Regions from separate parts of the Danio rerio genome. Here region 2 is linked to region 1. Evidence: chromatin contacts called from public HiChIP or PLAC-seq data. All regions are on one chromosome and are shown on one strand. Each heading gives the region's core, a stretch centred on a gene start, on an enhancer-like site or on the middle of the called end of the contact. The rest is flanking DNA. Distances are from core to core; before and after follow the strand shown.

The links. HiChIP or PLAC-seq counts read pairs in DNA pulled down with a chosen protein or histone mark.
Region 2: an H3K4me3 HiChIP or PLAC-seq map of pancreas shows a contact between it and region 1, with 2.7 times the contacts expected there. The contact joins the promoter of trappc14 here to the promoter of zanl in region 1. A contact is called at or near these places in 2 of 4 datasets of contacts at active chromatin or transcription factors (embryo and pancreas).

The regions. Positions count from the first base shown.
Region 1 is chr7:26,350,523-26,353,404 of GRCz12tu, forward strand. It overlaps zanl (zonadhesin, like), which reads left to right and starts at 1,300. Exons shown (of 86, transcript NM_001365358.1): 1 at 1,300-1,494; 2 at 2,545-2,570. The coding sequence starts at 1,421.
Region 2 is chr7:26,415,818-26,418,951 of GRCz12tu, forward strand. It overlaps trappc14 (trafficking protein particle complex subunit 14), which reads right to left and starts at 1,538. Exons shown (of 10, transcript NM_001423811.1): 1 at 574-1,538. The coding sequence starts at 1,053.

The DNA of each region.
Region 1 (2,882 bases), core at 50-2,549:
GTTCAAAATGCAGCTGCTAGAGTGCTTTCTAGAACAAAGAAAAATGATCATATTACTCCAGTGCTTTCATCGTTGCATTGGCTCCCTATTAAATATTGTATACATTTTTACATTTTATTGACTACTATACAAAGCCCTGAACGGCTATGGCTTATCTCCCCAGTATTTGAGGGAGCTCCTGGTGTACTATAACCCCTCATGTCCACTATGCTCAGTTAATTCTGGACAACTGATTATTCCCAAAATATCAAAATCAACTGTAGGCGGTCTCTTTCTCAAATCTGGCACCTAAACTTTGGAACAGCCTTCCTAGCACAATTCTTGAAGCAGACAGACTTTGTCATTTTTAAATTAGATTAAAGACACATCTCTTTGCATTAGCATACACATAAGACACAAATGCTTTTGAAATCCAAATCCTCGATGACAAAGGGCAAAAGGTTGCTGAAGAACTACTGAGAGATTTCAGCTGCTGTCTGGGCTTTCACCTAGAATGGCTGAGAAAGCCCAGATAGCAGCTGAAATCTCTCAGTAGTTCTTCAGCAATCCTCTGCCCATCATCATTAGTAAAATTAATATTTAACATCTAGATGAAAATGAGACCAGAATGGACATTTTAGCAAGACAATGATGCAAAACACAGCCAAGAAAATTCTCAAATGCTTTAAGAGAAAAAAAATCAAGCTGTAGAATATATATATATATATATATATATATATATATATATATATATATATATATATATATATATATATATATATATATATATATATACACCTATCTAACCCCACCAATCCTACACCAATCCAATCCTTCGAGCTGGGATCAAACAGGCAACTTTCTGCATGAAGTCGGTTGCTCTAACAAGTCTAAAGACCATGGCCTCTAGCGTCTGTCGCTAAAGCACTTTTTTGGGTTCAGAGGAGTGAGGTTTACCTGCACAGCACTTTACTAGCTGGCCTCTGTTACACATGTTAATATTTTAGAACTATATATTACTCAAATGACTATTTCATGAATGATGCTTAATGATGTCAGCAATGAACTCCCAGTGTTGTCAAGAATACTTAAAAACGGACTGTACAAAACAGTGATAAAACACATGGGGGATTCCTGCTCTGAGAGCTGAAACCAAAGGTCTATGTACTGTATGTGTTGAACTCCACTGCATCTTCTGATAAATGTTCCCGCCCATAGGATCTAACACGGGGAACACACCCTGGTCCTATCACAAACAGTTACTGATTCACTAAAACTGGTTTTGCAATAAGCCATGTAAAATAATATTCATGAAAGTGATAAAAACTGATACACACCTCCACATGCCCTGCCTAACTGACCATGCAACCGACCCTTTATAAACTCATGAAGCGTTCTCACCCATGTCTTAGTCAACCTAACACCATCCATTAATCCAGACATGGGACGTCTGGAGTTAATACTAGTTTTAATATGGATAACAGGTTGCTTTACCATTGAAGACAACAAAAACAGGTGAGATTCTCATAATTGAATCAGTAATTCGGCATTGTATATGAACAGTAATGTGGATTTCAATCTTCTATTAAGAGTCAGATTTAGTCAATTATCTGATGTACTGTACTGGCTGAAGAATGTACATATTCTAATCAATTATGTTTGTATAATATGCAAATTCCTATTATATGCAAATGCATTTATAATAATAATATTATATAATATATAATTCATAATATTAATCTATCTACACCAAGTATATGATTTATTAAGTACTGAATACAATAATTATTAGTGTAATTTAAGTAGAGCCGCATGTTTCTAAAAATAACTTACATTTGAGACATTTAGAGTGTTAGAAGGTGAGGCAGTGGCGCAGTAGGTAGTGCTGTCGCCTCACAGCAAGAAGGTTGCTGGGCTGCTGGTTTGAACCTCGGCTCAGTTGGCGTTTCTGTGTGGAGTTTGCATGTTCTCTCTGCCTTCGTGTGGGTTTCCTCCGGGTGCTCCGGTTTCCCCCACAGTCCAAAGACATGTGGTACAGGTGAATTGGGTAGGCTAAATTGTCTGTAGTGTGTGTGTGGCTGTTTCCCAGAGATAGGTTGCGGCTGGAAGGGCATCCGCTGCGTAAAAACTTGCTGGATAAGTTGGCGGTTCATTCCACTGTGGTGACCCCGGATTAATAAAGGGACTAAGCTGACAAGAGAATTAATGTTAGAATGTGAAATATTTAGATTGTAAAACGTAAAAAGTTTAGCTGTTTCTCAATTATATTCACAGCACTGATGAATTATCAAAGCATAATAGTTCCTTCTGTACATGTCTTATTTAAATGTAATTAAACATTTAACATCTAATTTAAAAAAGCAACTTTGATCTTACACTGTGATAATCTGATAATTATGATGGAAACAGCTGATAAATGCTACAGCGATGACTGCTATTATGTAATTGAATTACTCCACTTTTATGTCTTTGTAGATAAGAAATTCTTGAAGGATTTTGCAGCTATTTAAATCTTTTAAAAGGAAATAAATGTTTTAAAATTTTTATTTTTGTGTGTTTTTATAGACATGATGTGACAGAGAGAAATGCTGGTAAGTAAATGAAATTTATCATAAGCGCAATGATTAACTAGGGAATTCCAACCATTGCAATTTTTTCTGACTTTATTCATTTCATTCTTTTTTTAATATTCAAGAACTTTTAAATATAAATAAAAAACTACAATATAATTTTTGATATTTTTCCAATTACTATCTTATCCTACAAAACTGCAAATTTGATTAAGTCCATTTATACTAAAGAATATTGTGCAGAGACTTTGAACTGTTGCAAAAAAAAAAAAAAAGCTTTGCACAGCACAAAATGTTCGCACATGCATGCAATCAAGCAAAGACACATATGAT
Region 2 (3,134 bases), core at 288-2,787, 66 kb after region 1:
ATGTGAGTGCAGGGGTGTTTCCCAGTGCTGGGTTTTAACTGGTATCTGCTGTGCAAAACATATGCTGGAATGGCTGGCGGTTCACTGTGGTGACTCCTAAAAAATAAGGGACGAAGCAGAAGGAAAATGAATTAATGAAATCATATGTATTTGTCTTAATTTGACATGTTTTAGTCATTTTAATGTGTCAGAGCTACTGACTTCCTAAACAGCTATGGTTTCAGCTGCGTTCTAGTTAAGTTTTAATGGTAAACTGTCCCTTTAAAGTCAACACTGCTGTAGAAACAAGCAGCATTAAGCTCACATGGCAGCATTTTGGATTACAACAGCAAGCCCTTTTCTATAACCACTGCACTTACAAATTAGGACAGAAACTTGTAGGATGCCAAACATAACAAAAGGCAAACACGCACACACATCCATCCATAAAACATTACAACAGGAAATGTCAACGTTACTTCCGTGTTGACACAGATCAAGATCAGGATTTGAATGTTAATCAGATATCACCCTCTCAACTCTATGAGGAACAGCTATCCTCCATCATACAATGTGGTGTGTTTATCCAAGCACCTGCACAGGAGCTCTGCGGAACTCCCTCACACCGTTGCCTGGGTTGTTGTGAATGAGCAGCGGTTTGCACTCCCTGAAGCCCCGGTACCTCGGCCCCCCTCGCCCCGGGCAGCCCACCGCCTCCGCAGCATCATCCTCGTCTGTGTCCTCCACGCACTCGTCCCCGCTGCTGTGGTAGTCGTGGTACAGAGGCTGTGTGCGCTGCCGGCTGTCGCCAGGGCTCACGCTGGCCACGGCGCTCAGAGAGCCGGCCAGCTCCCTCCACGAGCGGCTGCTGTGCTGCTCTGAGCCGCAGCTGCCATCACTCGAGCCGGACGCGGACTGGGAGCGCAGGACCAGAAGAAAGCGCACGGTTTCCCCGAGGTAAAGGTGACTGCGGCGCGGAAGAGTGCGGTATTTAGCCGGGTCCGACAGATCTGAGATGGGCACCGCCGGGAAATACATAAAGTACTCGCATTGCGATTCCATCATCAACACCATTGACCATCAGAGAGCGAGCGCGCGCGCACTGCAGGCAGACGCACAGCCGAGGTATCCGGTTAGCAGACTGTAAACAACGCTCCCATTCAATAAAGAGTTGCTTTGAATTCATCAAACGCGCGCCAGCTTCCGGGTCGGTTATTATTAGGGTTGACTGGAACTCATAAAAATTACATTCGTCTTATTTTGCCCCATTTTCGCTCGTCTGCCAGCCCAGTTGACGTATACAATACATTCAAAGTGCGCTATATGACAGGCGAGCTTATCGAGCTCAGATGAAGTAGAGCGGACGACAGACGAGATTAGTCGACTGTCGATGAAGGTCAACTTTATTGTCTATGTATAAAGGTTGGTTTTAGATCAGTTTTGTGATTTGTTTACTTTTTTTACTGTTTGTTGTGGTATGTATGCAGCTGAAATATATAATATTATATCAAACAAATTAACATGTATTTAAAGGTAGATAGTTAATCTCCCCCCACAAATGGAAAATCTGTCATCCTTTATTCTCTCTTCACTTTTCACAAACCTGTTTGAGTTTCTTTCTTCTGTTCAACATTAAATATATTTAAAAGGAAGCAGGCAACCTGTAACTACTGACTTCTGTTGTATTTGTTTCTCCTACTGTGGAAGCCAGTGTGGTGAGGGAGTGCGGGGCACAAAGTAACACTTTTTGGTTTTGGTCAAATAATGAACAAGTAATGGGGTTAGACAAACCCTATTTTTTACCAACAACACACAAGCTTCTCCTGCAAATAAGCACTGTTGGACCTGTGTTTTCTGCGCAGTATTGCCAAAAATGGCAGTAGTAAAAATGCTACTAGTCAATTTACCCTTGCTACTACTCTATTTACCCTGTTAAGTTGTAACAGACAGAGGGTTATATAGTTGTAACATGTGTTTATAAAGTCAGATTTCACACAATTAATTTAAATTCAGTTTACTTTTTAAATAGTATATTTCCTCAGTAGGTTACTGCAACTCATTTTTTTTACGCTAGCACAGTATGTTTATTTATTTATCTTCTGAATAACCACATTCTGATGTATTTGCAATATTATCAATTATTATACAATAGATTTTTGCAGTTTTAGCAAGACAATGTTTGTTTTCTATTTTTTTTTAAATATATTAAAAATGTCTTCATCATTACACTCAAAATTCAAAAATGATTTTGTTAGTTTATTTGGTGTTATACAGTGTGTGGTTAATGTGTAACATCCTGTTACAACTAACCAAGTTGTGTTTTCCTCAAACTAGCAAGCAGTCACTGTGTGTTTTTCACATCTTTAAAAATGGTTTCATCTTCTAGCCTAGAAGACGGTTCTCACAACAGTATAAGAGTTTACGTACATACTTTCACAGATTTTTAAAAAATAAAAAAATATTGACTATAATAAAAAATACATTTATGCTGCAAAAATGGTTTCTCCTGTGTTTCTCATCCATATTTCACCAAACTTTTTCAATAATTGGCAGGAAGACATCTGTTGACACAGTGGTGAAAACCTCAGAAGCATGTGATGGTTAACACTAAGCAAATACCTTAAAACTCTGTGTTACATTTTACCCTGCGTGCCCCTCTCTCCCTACATGTTTTCAGCTTTCTTCGAAATATCTCCTTTTGCGTTCAACAGAAGTGAATAGTGTATACATTTTCATTTTTTGGTGGAACTGTCCCTTAAAGGTACAATTCAAAGGATTGAAAACAACCATTTCTTTAGTACTTTTGAAGCATTTCTTATCAAGGTTTTAAAGCACAGGTCTCAAACTGGATTCCTGGAGGGCCGCTGCTCTGCACAGTTTTGCTCCAACCATAACTAAACGCAGCTGATCCAACTAATCAAGGTATTCAAGACTACTGGAGACTATTAGGCAGGTGTGAGTTGGGGGTGGTTGGAGATAAACTAGGGCTGGGCCGATAACCAATATTATATTCTATTGCGATACATATTTGTCAGTAACAATAATAAGCTCTGTACCTTTTTACTCTATATTGATCTAAGAGCCAATCACACAGCAGAAATAGGAATCTATAAGTGTGTTGATATTGCCCTACTTTAAGCACAGTCTGGGAGGGC